3 separate regions of the Mus musculus genome follow, and all the other regions are linked to region 2. A link is a contact called in public HiChIP or PLAC-seq and promoter capture Hi-C data. All regions are on one chromosome and are shown on one strand. Each heading gives the region's core, a stretch centred on a gene start, on an enhancer-like site or on the middle of the called end of the contact. The rest is flanking DNA. Distances are from core to core; before and after follow the strand shown. Region 1 holds the start of 2810408I11Rik (RIKEN cDNA 2810408I11 gene). Region 2 holds the start of Acadl (acyl-Coenzyme A dehydrogenase, long-chain). Region 3 holds the start of Fzd5 (frizzled class receptor 5).

What was found. Promoter capture Hi-C pulls out the DNA fragments that hold promoters and counts their contacts. HiChIP or PLAC-seq counts read pairs in DNA pulled down with a chosen protein or histone mark.
Region 1: a promoter capture Hi-C map of pre-B cells shows a contact between it and region 2. The contact joins the promoter of 2810408I11Rik here to the promoter of Acadl in region 2. A contact is called at or near these places in 2 of 39 promoter capture datasets (the C10 cell line and pre-B cells), 1 of 484 Hi-C or Micro-C datasets (B cells) and 1 of 115 datasets of contacts at active chromatin or transcription factors (astrocytes).
Region 3: an H3K27ac HiChIP or PLAC-seq map of large pre-B cells shows a contact between it and region 2, with 4 times the contacts expected there. The contact joins the promoter of Fzd5 here to the promoter of Acadl in region 2. A contact is called at or near these places in 4 of 39 promoter capture datasets (the C10 cell line, embryonic stem cells and liver) and 2 of 115 datasets of contacts at active chromatin or transcription factors (astrocytes and large pre-B cells).

The regions. Positions count from the first base shown.
Region 1 is chr1:64,689,221-64,691,920 of GRCm38.p6, reverse strand. 2810408I11Rik (RIKEN cDNA 2810408I11 gene) reads left to right here and starts at 1,262. Exons shown (of 2, transcript NR_038009.1): 1 at 1,262-1,457. Ccnyl1 (cyclin Y-like 1) reads right to left here and starts at 576. Exons shown (of 10, transcript NM_001097644.1): 1 at 521-576. The coding sequence starts at 530.
Region 2 is chr1:66,861,984-66,864,683 of GRCm38.p6, reverse strand. It overlaps Acadl (acyl-Coenzyme A dehydrogenase, long-chain), which reads left to right and starts at 1,375. Exons shown (of 11, transcript NM_007381.4): 1 at 1,375-1,511. The coding sequence starts at 1,435.
Region 3 is chr1:64,736,491-64,739,190 of GRCm38.p6, reverse strand. It overlaps Fzd5 (frizzled class receptor 5), which reads left to right and starts at 1,441. Exons shown (of 2, transcript NM_022721.3): 1 at 1,441-2,058; 2 at 2,338-2,700. The coding sequence starts at 2,591.

The sequences.
Region 1 (2,700 bases), core at 13-2,512, 2.2 Mb after region 2:
TGAACGTAAATAAGAAATCTTTAACCATGCTGAATCTAGATTGCTCTAGTATCAGTTACTCAACTCGTTCAGAGCAAGAGGAACATTATGCTCTTACCTTACGTACCATCTGCCTAAGTAAGGACAGAGAGATGGGATGGCTATTCTGAGGTTAGGGGTACCTGGGAGTTTTATTAAGAAAAGGGGCAATTATAGTCTCTTGAAGTCTTAAGTTCCACTGGACGGTACACAGCAGTACAAAGAGGAAGCGGTGCCGGGTACAGGGTCCCGGGTCAGAATGAGAGAATGGGAAGAGTGAAGAACTGGGCGTAGGGGTGGGAGAGAAACTGGCCAGACGTGGCCGAGAAAGAATAAGGGGTGGGAACACGAGCCACAGCCCTCATTCCCGGTGTCCAGGCCTGCGCCAGGAATAATCCCGGCAGGAAGGAACCCGAGGCGGCGGCCGCCTCCCAGCGGGACCCAGGGAGTCGGTGGAGGCCAGAGGTGCGCCACGGCCCGGACGCGCCCGCTGCCTCCTCACCTTCGGGCATCTCTCGGTCACTGATGTGCTGCAGGTGGTGGCCCTCGCCGGCTCCGAAATCCAACTCGGCGGGCTCCACGGCCGCAGCGGGCGCCGGCGCTACCGCCACCGCGTCCCCGGCCGCCGCCTCGTAGACCTCGGACTCGTAGTCGGGCTCTGCCGGCCCCGCGCGCCGGCCCAGCTTGGGGCTGGCATTGGGGGACACGCAACAGGTCAGCGTGTTCCCCATGGGGAGCGTCCGCTCCGCTCGGCCGACGCCTGCGCCTCCGCTCGCCCCGGACTCCGCGCCCGCCCCCTCCCCCAACAATGGCGCGGTCGGCGCCGGCAGCCCCGGGCAGAGCGGGGCTGCGCCCGCCCGCACTCGCCGCCGCGCCCGCTGCGCGCCCGCCCGCCCCGCCGCCCAGCCCGGGGCAGGGCTCCGGCCTCGGCCGCACCCCCGCCGGCTCGCCGCCGCCGCCTCCCCACAGCGGACTAGTCTGCGAGGGCGGCGACCAGCCCGGCTTATTTAAAAGGGGTGGGGACCCGACAAGCGCTGGGAGACGCAGCCACTGCGGGCCGAGAGCGCGGCCGGAGCTCCTCCTCCTTCCGTCGCCGCCTCCGAACTGAAGGCCGCTAGCCGGCTCCTGCCAACCGGAACGCGCTCCGCGGTCACCTGGTGACGGGTAGCCAATCAGACCCGGACTTCCCTCCACGCACCCGCCTACGGCCCAGGCACGTGACTCACAAAGCCCCGCCCCGTCCCTTAAGCTGAGCCGCGCGAATTCTGGTTTCCATTCATCTCGAGCTGCGCCGAGTCCGGCTCCTACTGGGGAGCTGCGGCAGTTTGTTACTCGAGGCCGCCCTTCAAGGCGGGCCCCGAAGGTCCGGCCTGGTGAAGAGTTGGTTTTGTCAGCAGTTTGGTCTCTCCATGTTTGACAGCTTCCCTTTGCTCACCCAAGTAAGTTGCACTGGACTTAGCCGGTTGTATATGGCTAAATGCTCTTCTCCTGTCTTCCCAGTGTTACGTTCTCGCTTGCAACTTGGCCATAGCAACCCCGGGGCTCGCTCCTTACTCTCAATAAAGAGTCGTGACTGTGTCTTGCATGAAACCCGAGGACACGTCACTCTTCAATTTCCTCGTACGTCAAATAAGGACCAAACTCTCGGTTCAGAAAAGCTGGGAGCCAGCAACTCCGGTTTCGCTTGTTTTCTGCCATCACAAGACAGGAGTTTCCAGACTTTGTTTCTTTAACTAGCAATGCAGAGAACAGTTTTCTCCCACAAAATAGAGAACCACACTGTGGGGTGCCCACAGTCCTAAGTGATGGGGATGGTAGAGAGCAATTGACCTTTAGCATGCACCAAGTATTGCCAACCATGCCAACCGAGCTCCCTTAGCGCTAAGTCTAAAGAGCAGTCCAATGTTCGATCTCCCAGATTTTACTGATCGGTGGCAGGGTAGGGGGAGCATGCAGAAACTGAGTAACTTTCTCAAGGTTACATGACAAGGTTACTGCTCGTGTAGGGGCCAGAATAGTCTGGATTCCAGGTTTATCTCCGAGTACCTGTGAAAGGAAGTCACGGTTAGGGAAAATGACAGAGACTGTTGGTGCTTGGTAGTGTTCATTTTAAGGAAGAGCAATCTTTTCACTTGGGGATTTTAAATATCTTCCCTAATTGAATCTTCTCGTTCATTTCTGTTCCTGAAGTCCAGCAGTCCAGGCTCCCAGTAAATTTAGGCAAATGAGAAGCAAAGATTTGGAGAATCTAGCTGTACGAGTTCACACTGCTGCTCTTGGAGTACAAACACAAATATCTGACCCCAAAGTCAATGAGGTCAAGAGTTTAGTTGTTTTCTTTTAATGTATATATTTATTGTATTTGTATGAGTACACTGTGGCTGTCTTCAGACACATCAGAAGAGGCATTGGCTCCCATCACAGATGGTTGTAAGCCATTATGTGGTGGCTGGGAATTGAACTCAGGACCTCTGGAAGAGCAGTCAGTGCTCTTAACCGCTGAGCCATCTCTCCAGACCAAGAGTTTAGATTTTATACTGGAAATAAGTGTTGAACATGAAGTTCAGAAGTCATTGTCATGTGTATTTAAGACTATGTTATTCTGGACAGTAAGAAGGAAGGGAAGAAAGGTCTAGTTAAGGAAGCCTAGTCTTTTCCTAGGAAAGAAAGACAACTCCAACA
Region 2 (2,700 bases), core at 126-2,625:
CTCCTACAAGAGAAATATGGCTCAAAGGGGTTTGTGAAATCCTGGTTATTGTTCAACCTTTCATATCATTAGAATACAGCTGATCCTACACTTACAAGCTTGTTTCTTATATGTATGTGTAAGGCCTGAGTCCGATCCCCAGGAATAAGTGTACACACACACACACACACACACACACACACACACACACACACACTACTTGTTTGTTTTTATTTTATAAAAGGAAACAATAACTTCATGATAAACCAGATGAACAGGATCTTAAACAAACGTGCCTCCAGTTAGCCTTAGCAAGAATGCAACAGAGCAAGGACACACACCATTTGCATTAATTCTGCCACTAGGAAACCCGGGGAAAAAAAAAAAAAGACAAAACAAACAGCCCCACCCCCAACCAGATCAAGTTACTCCTAGAAAATAAACGACTCTTCTGAGCATTTGTAAACATAGCCCTAGGGAAGCAGAAAGACAGGTAGATCACTACCAAACCGGCTAGCCAAATCTATAAACTCCAGGTTCAGTGAGAAACCTGGAGGGCAATTGATGAAGACATCTGATAGGAACTTCTGGACTCCACATGAGTGCACGACAGACAGACGACACACATGAATGAAATGTAATCTAAAATTATTTTTTTAAATAAAAAAAGACTATGTTTTCCAGATTGTTGGTGCCGTGAAACCCTAAAGCTTTTCTTTGAAACATTTCTGTATGTCCTACTCAGTGGGCTGTCAGTAGTTGATTGCTAACACAAAATGTCTTTCACTTTCACTATTTCAGATTCCGTAACTGTTGTTATTAGAAAGGCCCCCTTGCCTCCTTAGAAATCGATGTAATGTACACATTCTTTAGAGTTCAAAACCTGTCAGGCATTTCCCATTACAAATCATCAAATCCATAAACCCAAATAATACATGTCCTTGAATTGAACCAAAACAACAACAAAAAAAGGAAACAACCATATGCGAGTTCAAGTACTATTGGAGAATTGAACCAATTGTTATTCCGTTATCAAATATACTTACTTATTTATTTTCAAAGAGTAGCTACAAACGTTTGCAAGGAAAAAAACAAAACCAAAACAAACAAAAAACCCAAACCAAATCAGCACAATCCTTTACAGTGAGTACTCATACATTTATCGACATTCAGAGAGCTTTCCGAAGTTAGAAAATTAACTCCATGCACCTTTCAGTGCGGGGGTGGGACGACTCTCCAGGGAACCCTCGCTCAGCCCTGCAGCCGGGAGGGGAGGGCGCACGGGGCGTCGCGCAGAGCCTGGCGCAGACCCCGCCCGAGCTGGCGGCACCGCCCTGCGGCCCGCAGTTGGCTGTCCCCGAGGCCCGCCCCACCGTCCCGCCGTCCGGCCGCCCCTCTGTCCGCCTGCCCCCGCCGCGGAGCCCGCCAGTCCCGTCCGCCGCCGTCCATCCCGCCATGGCTGCGCGCCTGCTCCTCCGCTCCCTGCGCGTCCTGAGCGCCCGCTCGGCGCCACGCCCGCTGCCCTCCGCCCGGTGAGTGCGGGTACAGCCTGGGGTACCGGCAGCCGGGGCGGCGGAGCTCTGGGGATGGGGTGTGACGCGCTACGGTCAAGCCGGGGCGACGCGGCCGGAGGAAGGGACCGGGCCTTCTCTCCGGAACCCGGGGCTGCCCGCTGTGGCGTGGAGAACTCGGGGTGTCCCCACCACGGTCCGCCGCGCCCCAAAAGGCAAGGCAACCCCTAATGCTCGCTCCAGGCCTGGGCCCCGCCCCACGTCCTACAGTGTCCCGTGAACTGACTTTGAAAGTGTTGTCCCAGCTTTAGCGGGAGCGATCACCCCCTGGGCGCTCTGCCACCGAGTAGTGCGACCTTTAGCCCAGTTGGAACGGAGACTGGGGACTGCCACCTGACAGTGAACTTGGGACTTGGTGTGCGGAGGCGGGGACCGGAAGACCAGAGCAACTTCAATCATCCCGACTCAGGCGTCCAGGCGTAGGCCCCATCTGATAAATTAGTTGTACACTTATTACTAAATCCTTAAACTAATTAAATGTAGAGGGATTAATGGGCAGCTCCCAAGAGCTTTAGAGACTTTTGGGGGTGTTTATACTGAGATCAAGTTTTACCTGTCTAAAAATCCATTCCTTGGATAAAGCAGACTGGAAGTGTAAAGCTTTGTTAATTATGGTGGCAGGACATTTAAATGAGCTAATTAGCACATTGTTGCGAAGTACAATACAGTGCTGTGGTAAAGCTTATCCATCCGGAGGAGACTTGGGAAAGTTCCGAGGACTTTAAGATAGGAATGCTTTTCTATTCTCCGGAGGAAGTGATGTTCTGACGCTCTTAAAATTAGAGCACCCTGAAGATGAACAGAGACACCTGCATCGGTGGCAAAGGACAGGCCAGCTGACTCATTGCTGGATGCTGCGAAAGGGTGTGTTCCTATTGTTCTAGCTTTTCTTATTTCTTTTTATGTTAATAATATTTCTGTATTTTTTTAATTAGAGAACCCCCCAAATGATCTTATTTTGATTCAAGTGTGGGAAGAAGCTCTGCCTTACAGAGGATTATTGGAGAATGGTCAGTGAGCCAGGAGCTATAGTTTTATCGTCACGGGTTTCTTAAAGGGTTATGAGTATAATGGCCAACGATCCAGTTGAAAGGCAGTCTGAGTCAGCATTTATGGAGCGAGGCCTAGGCTGAGCCCAAGAACGTTTACA
Region 3 (2,700 bases), core at 192-2,691, 2.1 Mb after region 2:
AGATTAAACACGGAGTTTCATTAGCCTCCACAACGCCTTGCTGATAAACTGAAGATGGCTTTTCAGCCCGTACAGACGGCACAGAAGACAATAACAACCCAACAGATCTCAGTCAGTGAGGCCAGTTCAGAGTCCTTCAAGTACTCCTATGCCCTCCCCTACTTCAAATCCCTCCCACTCCCCTCCCCCAGCGGAAGGAGGAGTGAAGGAGCAGTCTACAATTTAAAGCCTCTTCATAAGCGTGTGAACGAATTTCAAGCATGCTAAACACCTCGGTCTCCCAGCCTAATTAGAACTCGTAGAAGAGAGGCATTTGTGGGACATTTAAAACTTGGAGTATACTAACCCATCAGGAGAGCGCCACTGCGTGTCCCTGCGTTGACTGTGCGCAGCAGGTCTTTTCACGGTTCCCACTGCCCCAGTACGCCCCGGTTATCCGGTCTCAACCTCGCCAGAGTGCACAGCAGCCAACCCTGGGGGACCAAGCACCCTGAGCTGTACACTGCTCCAGTTCAAGAGTTTTTCTCTGTGGGCAAATTCGGATCTGCCAGGGATTATAAACCGCAACTGCTAAGGACTAACGTCTCTAGAGACTTCCAAAACTGGAAAGAAATTCATTCTCTTGTCACAAGGACAAGATTTTGTTATATATAAAAGGGCAAAGCCTGGGAAATATCGATATTTCTAAGGGAGGGGTGAGTGGTAAAGATTGTGAACTCTGCTGCCCAGCTTCTGGTTTGGGATTCCAGGTCAGAGCGCCTATTGTGTGCCAGGAGCTCGCACAGGGAGGGGCACAAGTTTGTCAACGTCTCTGCTGTCTTGTTAGCTCAGCTGTGTAGGTCAAGTTCTGAGGTGTTCTGGCCTCAGAATCCTACGGTATCCAGATCGCGTATCAAGGTGTAAACGATTAACTAACACGAGGTTGCTCATTAAGTACTAGCACGTCTGTCACCTAGCACAAGGCAGCTTAGAAAGAGGACAGGTGGCACAACCGAATTGACCTCTCATCCCTTTAAACAAGCGCCAGACCTCGATAAGGACACTCAGCTGGAGAGAGGTGGCCTGGTGGAGGCCCTGGAAGCCGGCGTTCAGAGAACAGAGCCCTCAGGAAAGTGAGCACCATCCTGGTGAACCACCGCAGAGAACTCCAGAAGGACTTGGGGCCAGGTTTCCCGCCCGGGTTCTCTGGGAGGACTCATTAGCATTGACCCCGCCCTCGTAACTTCCCGGTCCACTATTGGCCGACGCTCTTCCGCTGCCCGCTCCGGGCGGGGCCGCGGGGCGCTCGCGGAGAGGCCAGGACAGCGGGGCGGTGGGCGGGGACCCGGAGAGCGATTCGTGGGACGGCCCAGCTCGGGGCAGGGCGGGAGGGGGCGGGAGGGGCGGTCCCGGGGCGGGGCCTCCCGGCGGGCATTAGAGGCAGGTGACCCGGGCGGGGCGGGAGAGGGCAGTCAGCCTGCGGCCGCGACTTGTCCTCTGCCGTCGCGCACAGCTCGGAGCTCCCTGGAGGTGGGCGAAAGAGTGCGAGAGCGCGGGGGAGGAGCCGAGCGGGGCGCGTCCCGAGAGCGCCGCCACCGCCCCCCGGAGTCTGCTGGAGCGCGGAGCCCCCTGCAGGGGAGGCGGCGAGCGGCTGGCGGGACGCGGCGGCGGGTGCGGACTATGCAGTCCCCGCCCGACCAGCGCTGGCTGCTCGCTGTGCTGTGAGGTGGCGGGGTCCCCTCCGGCTGCCGCACCCCTCCGCGCAGTTCAAGTGCTGCCCGGCGCCCTTGCCCTTCGTCCCGGCCCCGGGACGCCGGTGGAAGGCACGGCCTGCCCCTGCCTTGCTCTGCCCGAATCATGCAGGGGGCCCCGAAGGAAGAGAAGGCGAGTGACCGGCCCGCGCCGCCCATGGTCGAGGGGCGCCCTGCTCTCTGAAACGCCCTCCACCTGCTGCCATGTGTCGCCGCCACAGGTACCTAGCTTGTCGTTAAACTTTCCCAGCTCTGGCCCGATTCGGAGTCGCGCGACTGAGGAGCCCGGCTGGTCGCAGACATCTGCCGCCCAGCAGGATCCTCCGAGGTGAGAGCCCGCGTCTTCCCAGTTCACCCGGTTCCTCTGCCCCCATCTCGGGGACTGAGCTCTCTGGCCCCAGGCACAGCCTGCAGGGCCGGGCCAGAAAAGAGAGGCGGGCGCGGGCAGTGGGGTGGAGGGGGTGGGGGCGTCTGAAGTTTGGTTCTAGGAGGAGGGGAGGAAAGGAGTTAATCTTGAGATTGGAGCTGGTTTGCGGAGACCAAGTGGTTGGCGCTCCTCTAAGAGGAGTGGTTGCGATTTTTCTTTTCCCCTACCTTCTCTTTTAAGAGTTCTGTCCTTGGAGTCGGAGCCCTAATCATCCCTCCAGCCCTATCTGGTGTGGAACTGAGTGCTGCCGGCGGAGGCAGCGCCTTCCAGAAACAGTTTATCTTTGGACGGATTTCTTTAAGAGAAAAAGAAACCAACAGGTTGCCAGCCCGGGCGTCACACTCAAGACTCCGGAGAGGGAAGCCCCGGCCGCAGATTCGTCGGCCAACGCAGACCCTCTCAGGCAGCGGGAGGCAAAGGGAAGAAGGAGACGATGGCTCGACCCGACCCGTCTGCGCCTCCCTCTCTTCTGCTGCTGTTGCTGGCGCAGCTGGTGGGCCGGGCAGCGGCCGCCTCCAAGGCCCCGGTGTGCCAGGAAATCAC